2 separate regions of the Anas platyrhynchos genome follow, and region 1 is linked to region 2. A link is a contact called in public Hi-C data. All regions are on one chromosome and are shown on one strand. Each heading gives the region's core, a stretch centred on a gene start, on an enhancer-like site or on the middle of the called end of the contact. The rest is flanking DNA. Distances are from core to core; before and after follow the strand shown.

Region 1 (3,822 bases), core at 729-3,228, 230 kb after region 2:
ATTGGGCAGCGTCGCTTTAATACTATGGATGAGTTGGTGGAACACTACAAAAAGGCTCCCATCTTCACCAGTGAACACGGGGAAAAGCTATATCTTGTGAAAGCACTTCAGTGACGTTGAAGATGGACTCGGCCGCCCAGGCCTCTTCTAACTTCCAAGCCTTAGGTCCTAAATTCACTTTTATAGAGCAGAGCAATATCTGAAGCAGGCTTAAGGAGTAGGCTCTTTCCAACGTGTTTGCTCTGTTGGTTGTTATTTGTCCTTTTTCGTTTGCCTACCTTTGTGTTTCAGTTCTGTCCATCTCAGATCCCCTCCTTTCAGGTCGAGCCCTTCACCAGGTGGCTGTTGCCAGCGCTCGCCTCCGGGAGCGAGTTCTGAACCCCCCTCCTCTGCCTGTGTACGTTTACGGAGGTAGCTCGGATGAAGGAGGGGGGTTTGCAATTCAACCCAGTGTTACCCCCTTCCAGCGGCTCCCGCAGACAGAACTCTTCGCTGAGAGACACCGGGCACAGCTTGAATGCACTGAGGCTGCAGCTGAGTGAGTGAGACGCAGTAGACATGACAGTTGTGGCTGTGAGTTCTGTAGCTCTTTTGCTTCCCATATTACAGAAACTCCTAGCTCCTAGAAGCACTCTTTACACTGTACTCTGCTATTACATTGCCTCTCTGACTCTTCGCAAAGAGTACACTAATTAAAAGCGTTTTGTAATAGTACTTCCTAAACTACTATGGTAAGATTGTAGTAAAAGAAAACTATCTAGTGTATTTTGGTCTGTAATTGCAACAAAGAGAAATTTTATTTGAAAGTTGATTACTAGAGAAAGAATCATTGAAATGTAAAGACTGAATGTTTTGGTAATCTACAACCAAATGTGCCATCCACATAATGCTTTTTCCTCTTGCCCTTCTGCTTGTTTGAATTAAACAATTATGTATTTAATTCTCAAAGTAATATGTATCTGTAGCTGATTGTTGACACTAATACAGAAGATTAATAAAAAAAATGATCTTGGGCTGGGTGGGGCGGGCTACCAACACTATATATATATTTGCTTTACAGAAAGAAATCTTCAGGTTTTACAGAGGATGGTGTGATTGGTAGGAAGAGACACACAGAATGTTTATGAAGAAAATGCATTTCTCTCTTTTCTTTACATTTAAACTCCTTTATGGTTTAAATATACAGTCTTTAGATGGCACACTCCTGAGACTGAAGAAGGGGATCTTAGGATCTCCTAAATCTTGCATACTCAGTTTTTTGGATATTGTAATAAAAAAGGTATTATGTCACGATGGAGTACTGCATTTATCCTTGGGTGGTAGTCCCGATATTCCTTTAGTAAGGTGAACTGGAGTAAAGTCTGAGTTTGTTTCTCTTGGAATTTGTGTGACATAAAACAAAAAAAATTGCCACCGTGGAGTACAGTTTGACACAAGGCAGCGTCTAATGACCTCCATGCTCATTCTTTCTGTGACAAGTCTGTTCATAGCTTTAATGAAAACTGCAAGAGGGAGATGTTTTCTAGTACATTTTCTCGATTAAAACACGTTCCTTACAGATTTTATATTTCAGCCAGTAATGTTATGTGCACAGCTGCAGCATAGGCAGAGCAGACACCGGTCTGCTGTGGTGCAAACCATGCCATTGCCAGGAGGCTGCCCTGGTACCTCTGGGAGTGCCATCACCCTCTTGCTCAGCCCTGGCAGGCAGGTACAATTTGTCAAGTTCTACATGCATATTATTTTACCCAATGCTCTTGAAATCTTGTTGCTGTAAGATTATCCAAATTAACAACTGTAGTTTTCTGTATGTGTCTTAACTATAAAAAATGGACACTGAAACTCCTGCTTGGTCCAGCCTCGTGAAGGAAAGCAGAGATTCAGGGCAGCCCAGAACAGCCGTGTGTTATTCTGGCAAGCACTACCTATGGCCATGTTCTGGGAACAGAGCAGCTTTCCTTGGGGAGCTGGGGAGAAGCGCAAGTTGTTTACAGTCTGCTTGCAGAAGGACAGCACAGTGGCTTCCTTCTGAATCTTCACAAGTGAATTCTGCAGAGAAGGTAGTTTTTTTTGCTATCTAACATCTAGTTCTTTATTTAGGTAAATCTAAGCGTGTACCTTGAGCATGGCAGTGATGTTATGAAAGTCAATTATACACTTGCTATGTTGTTGGTTTTTAAACAAACAAAAAATCCACTTTTTTTTTGTAGCTTCTTTATACAAGCTCTGGTAGTTCCTAACTCCTTTCTAGTCTTGCTAACTTAGAACTAAATCAAATAGACTTCCAAGTGAAGCTTTTAGCATATGCTTTATGCTTTGAGGGTTTTTTAATCTTGTTGAATTTTGTTTGTTTTTTTTCACCTGGTGCCTTGTGAAGAGCTTCTGTGTATAGAGGTGCAAATTGTTGAAGTATTTTGTTTTGGAAGCAGTTAGTTAATTTATGACCCAGCACTGTGAACGACTAGCTTGAATTATTATTTTTTTTTGAAACAAGCTTCATCTTGTTTTTGCCCACGCTGTATTTAATCAGCATGCTGTCTATTCAGCGAGCTCATTAATAGGTCTTCAGTCGTTCCCAGTCTTTGCTAATTAAGATAGGTTTCTGCAAGTTTTGCTGCCTTTTTGACCTCATTCGCTGGATTGGGCCTTAAGCATTAAAAATCTTCAGTGGTAACAGCTTAATAAAGGTGTAGTATGATGTGGATTTTTTCCCCCCTCATTTTCTACCTCCCTTTCTTATCTTTTGACAAAACTGCACTCCTGGTTTTTGACTACTTAAAGCCTCTTTGCCAAAACTTAGGGCCTGGTTTTGGTAGATTATAGGAATTGTGGTTACCTGAGTTTCTTCAACTGCAGTTTTCATTAAAGGCTCAAATAATTTCTGACGACAAAAAAAATGGTCAAATCCTGTCACCTCTGAACTTGCACATCCTTGCTCTTCAATTCTGTAGCACTCTTTTCCTAAGGATGTTATATTTAAAGGATGCTGTGGTTACTGTTCTTGCTAAATATCTTAGTCCTTGGTCTAAGCTTTTATGCTGTCGAGTCTTACAAAAGTATGTGTATACACAAAGTTTCCAGATGGGTGTGGAGTAGGGCCTGGCTATCACCAGTGCTTTGTTTTATTTTTGGAGGGAAGACAAAGAGATGTTTTGCTTCCGTTTTCTGGCCATTTTGGAGCCGTGTGTGTAGCTCAGAGCTGGTGCTGGTTGTCAAAGTGCCTCCGCTGCCATGCTGCTGTTACCGATGGTGGTATTTGGCCAAAGAGCTGGGAGAGTTTCAGGATTTACCCTGTTTTGCAGATGAATGCACACAAGCTTCTCCTTAGACCCCAAGCCAGGCAGTTTCCAGCCAGCTCCAAACTGGAAGAAGCGTGAGCCTGGAGCACGCCGCTGAGTCTCAGCCCACAAGGCTGAGAAGTACAGCAGAAACTGTTTTAAGACAGCTCTGCAGCTTTCAGCTGATTTAGGGTGTGTCAGCAAAATACGACACAGTTCGGTTCCAGATAGCCACGGCTGACCTGATTCAGTTCTGAGGTAGTCACACAGCAGTTGCAGGCAGATTACTGAAGGATTAAGCGAAGGAGGAACCAAGAGCATGCCAGGTAAACTGACTTTGGTCCCACTGTACTGTAAAAGCAAAGGGTTTGCTTAGCCTTCCCTTTTGGGAGAGAAGAGGTGGTTGGGTAATTAACATGAATATGGACTGTATGAATGGACTATAAAGTCATGGTCTTTAATAATTCTATTTAGTGTTTTCTCAGATTTATTTATCTTACAAATTTGTCTGGAATTTTAGGTTTACAGCTGTCCTTCCAAGCCT
Region 2 (4,303 bases), core at 1,303-3,802:
CTGTAGTTCAACTTCTATTCCCCTGTTTTATGCAAGATGGCTAAACAGTAAGTGCGTACTGAAAACTGAAGTTTTTAAACAGGAATATTATGACTTAATGGTGAATTGTTTTTTTATTTGTTAAATCTGAATAGTTCATCTTTGCCATTCTTAAGCAACACATTTTAAAACTCTAAATTTATGTAGAGTAAGGTATGATAACTGTTCTATTTTTTTTTTGCCAGTCAGGATGTCTTCTGATACTGGTCTTTTAATAGTAGGTTGATAGTATTCTTTTTTTCATAAATCAGTTGTTACTAAATTGGCCGTCTCTGACTAGACACGAAGGCACAAACTATTCAAAAGACATTAAATCCGCTTAGGGTTCCTGCTCCACAGGTTATTTCAGAAACAAGTATGCATTCTTTTTTGCTTAACGTTTTCATTCCTCATCTCACAGTTCCTTAGGCTGTTTTAACACTACGATTTTGAATAAGTATTGAATTGAGGAGATTTATAAGCATCAGAATATTAGATCCTGTTCTTGTAAGGTGGTTCACGCTTTCTCAAATACTTTTTAAATACTTAATGACTATTAAAGTCTTTTGCTTTTCAGGAAGAGCTACAGTGGTATAAGTTAAGTGTGAAATCTTAGGATGTACAACTGTGCCTGTCTAGAAGGTGCCTCACTCAACCCCTCTTTGTTGATCCCCTGCATGCCCCATACTCTTCCACACACCCCCACGCCCCTTTGTATTTTGGAATTTTTCCTATTGTTTAAATTTGGGGCAGCTAAGAGTTTAAGGACAGTATTCTGGAATGTATTTTTACCTTACGCAAGATTAAAGTCATTTTTACTGCTTATGTCTTGGATATGCTATTTTTGAGCAATTTGGCTTGTGTTTGTGATCATTTTACAATTTGTATTTTCAGTGTTACAGCGGTGGAAGGATTGAGGAAACGGCCATTAATTGTATTTGATGGTAGTTCAACGAGCACAAGCATAAAAGTGAAGAAAACAGAGAATGGAGCTACCGATCGCCTAAAACCTCCCCCAGCTGGAAGCACCACCAATACCGTTAGGAGATTATCAGCTTCTTCAAATGCCTCATCATACATTTCAGCCTCCAGTTTACCAGAGGACGCTAAGCTGGAAGTGAGGAATAGTGAGGCTAAGCAGAACAATATTTCAAAGACTAATAGCAGTGTATTGGCTAATCTGAAGGCGTACCCTTTGACTCCAGTAGCAGGAGCTACTGTTGTGAAGTTAAAGAGATCTGTTCCAAAAGAAGACTCTGATTTGCCGGTACGTACGTTCACATACCTTTATTTTTATTGAAAGTTGAAGGAACCAAAGGTAGAACCTGGTAAGAATTCCCAGGATTATTTTATGTTGGAGTAACAGTACAGTATTTAGAAAGGAGTAGCTGGTTTGGGAGAGACCAGCAGGAAAAAAATGAAGTATTTTTTACTTGTTTGTGGGAAGCTTCTGTGTTAGAGGCAGCTCTGCAGAAAACATGCATGTCATTGTAAAATGAGCAAGTAGGTAATATGTAAGGTGGTGCTGGTAGCAGGGTCAACTAAATCAAACAAAAATAACCCTACTTGTAGGTCTGAGAGAGAGGACAGGCTTTAGAGAACAAGAGCAGCCTGGTCTGTTTTGTAGTAGGGAAGAAAAAAGTGGAATGATAACATTTGTAACAATCACACTTGAATGATTAAGACAAGCTTTCATTTGTCAAAGTGAAGGAGGAGATGTTGAAGGAACTGAAGTGAGATGCTGCAAGCTGTAGCATGTGTCCTTAAAGGAAGAAGGCCATCTGTTTGAAATCTCACATAGGAATTGGCAAGCTAGAGGTAGGAATTAGATGAGAAAATCTGGAGAGCTGCCTAGATTGTGGGTCTGAATGAGAGCAACAACAAACCGAGCTAGTTGTAGCGAGAGGACAAAGGTCAAGTGCTCATTTTGAGCCGTGGTGATCTTGCTCAGGTACCTGGGTTTCTATAAGATGATGAGAAGGATGTGCTGAGATCTTGAACAGGAGGGTGCTGTTCTCAAGTAGAAAATTGATTGCTGATTTGTTAATCATAACACTAAATAGTGACCTCTTTTCTGTAAGTTAGATTCAGCTGCAAACGAATCTAGGTAGAGAAGAGATCCATGTTATGGATGAGGCAGAAGGAGGCTGGTAAGCCGAAGAGATGAGAGAAGAACTAAAGCAGGATATGTGACTTCAGAAGGGTGGACCTTTGAAAGTGGAAGTAATGGTGCTGAACACAGCCACAAGTTGAGGAGAAAGATGCAGCAGTATTTGAATTTTGGTGAAGGTGTTATTAGGCTAAGTTCTTGATGGAGAGCAAGGAGCAGAGCCCAGTAATGGGGCAGCTTCAAGGTAGGGATAAGTCTTACATTTGCACTGTATTCATTCATAATACAAATGTAGTAAACAAATGCAAGGGCTCTTTTACGTTTCCACTGGAAGACAGGAATACTTGGAACAAGTCTAGGCTTCAAAGGAGGATATAGAGGTATATGATCTTGACTGAACTGCAGGGGGAGCTTTAGAAATGCAGCATGCCGTTACACTGTTCCATTGACTGAAATTTTCTCTGGACACCACACCTTATTTCTGTTTCCTCAGTATTGCCTCATGTCATTTTTTTATTAATCCTTTTTTCTTCCTTTCACTTTTTTAATTCCTTTGCTGTTTTTCTTTCTTTCCCTTTCACTTCTCTCTCTTTTTTTTTTTCTTAATTCTTATATGAAGGAATGCAGGTAACATCCTTACTGCATAGTTTTGTAGGTTCTATCAAAGTTCTGTTAAACACAAGCACCTAAATGTACCACAAATGTTCTGAAAGACAGTTTTAACCACTTTTACAAGCAACATAGCTGTGGCACTGAATCATTTTTTTTGCTGGAGAGGTGTTTCCTACTACCAATACCATTAACTTATTTTAGTATTTAGAACTTCTTAATTGGTTAGATCTGAACCCACAGAGCTTTTGAAACTTGCTTGGCATACACCTCACAGCTTTTTTTATATTTTAATTGAATATTTCACAGACATAGTATCATTTAAGTGTTTGCCATTATATTACTGACACTTGGAAGCCAGGGCTTCTGATACTTGATTTTCTATCTTAGCCAGTTTGTTGTCCAGTTTAAGTACATGTAAGTTCATTCATATGCCTTGGTTAACGTGGGTCAAAAAAAAATTGAAATTAGGCAAGTGTGTCCAATGGATGTTACTTCACTGTCTGAAATTATAGAATTCTGTATTGAATAATAATATTGGCAGGAAGAAGCAGTACACTTGGCTGATGGCCGAATCATAGAACCATAGAATCATTAAGGTTGGAAGACACCTCCAAAATCACCTGGTTCAACCATCCCCCTACCGCCAATGTCACCCACTAACCCATGTCCCTAAGCACCACGTCCAACCTTTCCTCGACTCCAGGGATAGTGACTCCACCACTTCCCTGGGCAATCCTTTCCAATGCCTGTAGCCTATGAAGCCTGGTGTATTTTTAGTATAATGATAGTAATGACAGCTGCCTTTTCAAGAAAGTGGTTGGGTTTTGACTTCCAAGAGAAACTAAAGTTTTCATGCAGAATAGCACAGAATTATCCTTCTGATTAATTTGTTACAACCTCTTAGGGGCTAAGACACCCAGGACTGCTGTCAACTGCTACCTCTTTAGCTCCTAAGGAGAAGAGAGATCTCTAGGTCATGCCAAAACTAGTTTTTCAAAATGATCTGGAAAAGTCATGTAGCTGTGTTTACTCTCTGTGTGTGAACTATTAAAGCCCTAATTTCTCAGATATTTTTCTTATTTTAGATGATGAAAGGTATTTATTTCACCACTTAAATCTCCCATCGTTTTACTTCAGGCTTGCTTAATGTTTTCTGGCTTCTTGGAGTGGAGGAGCGGGGATTGAAAGAGGCTTCAGCAATTATTTTACATTTTTATATGGGTCATTATAAAGCAAGACCTACTTTTCCTTTTTTTTTTTTACTGACATTTCTTGTTTAACGACAGTGAATTGATTTTCTAATTCTGTTGATTATTTTCTTTACACAATCCTATTTTAGAAAGTATTTTAAGAAGACAATTTAAAGGAACTTTAAAAGGGTGTTCTAAAGCTCTAATGTGTGCCTGTTAACTTCTGTCTAACTCATTTAGGGATTAAGGAAAAGCAAAAGATGTATGTGAATTGCATGTAGTTAAATTAATGGGCTTTATTTCCTTCTTCTCTATCTCTGTGATATTCAACTTTCTCCACAAGATGGCAATAGAAAGCTGCATAGTAGCTGAG

Evidence for each region. Hi-C and Micro-C count contacts between places; a contact is called where the count stands out from the background.
Region 1: a contact with region 2 is called in a Hi-C map of skeletal muscle, with 4 times the contacts expected there. The contact joins two enhancer-like sites. A contact is called at or near these places in 2 of 8 Hi-C or Micro-C datasets (skeletal muscle and subcutaneous adipose tissue).

The regions. Positions count from the first base shown.
Region 1 is chr1:142,808,918-142,812,739 of IASCAAS_PekinDuck_T2T, forward strand. It overlaps NCK2 (NCK adaptor protein 2), which reads left to right. Exons shown (of 5, transcript XM_027445279.3): 5 at 1-1,290. The coding sequence ends at 114. Among named protein-coding and RNA genes, the nearest start is that of ECRG4, 55 kb to the right of the region's middle. Within about 2 kb of position 1,979, at least 2 of the 8 cell types and tissues checked have an H3K27ac peak or open chromatin away from gene starts, as enhancers often do.
Region 2 is chr1:142,580,714-142,585,016 of IASCAAS_PekinDuck_T2T, forward strand. C1H2orf49 (chromosome 1 C2orf49 homolog) reads left to right here. Exons shown (of 4, transcript XM_027445419.3): 3 at 913-1,285. Among named protein-coding and RNA genes, the nearest start is that of C1H2orf49, 8.3 kb to the left of the region's middle. Within about 2 kb of position 2,553, at least 3 of the 8 cell types and tissues checked have an H3K27ac peak or open chromatin away from gene starts, as enhancers often do.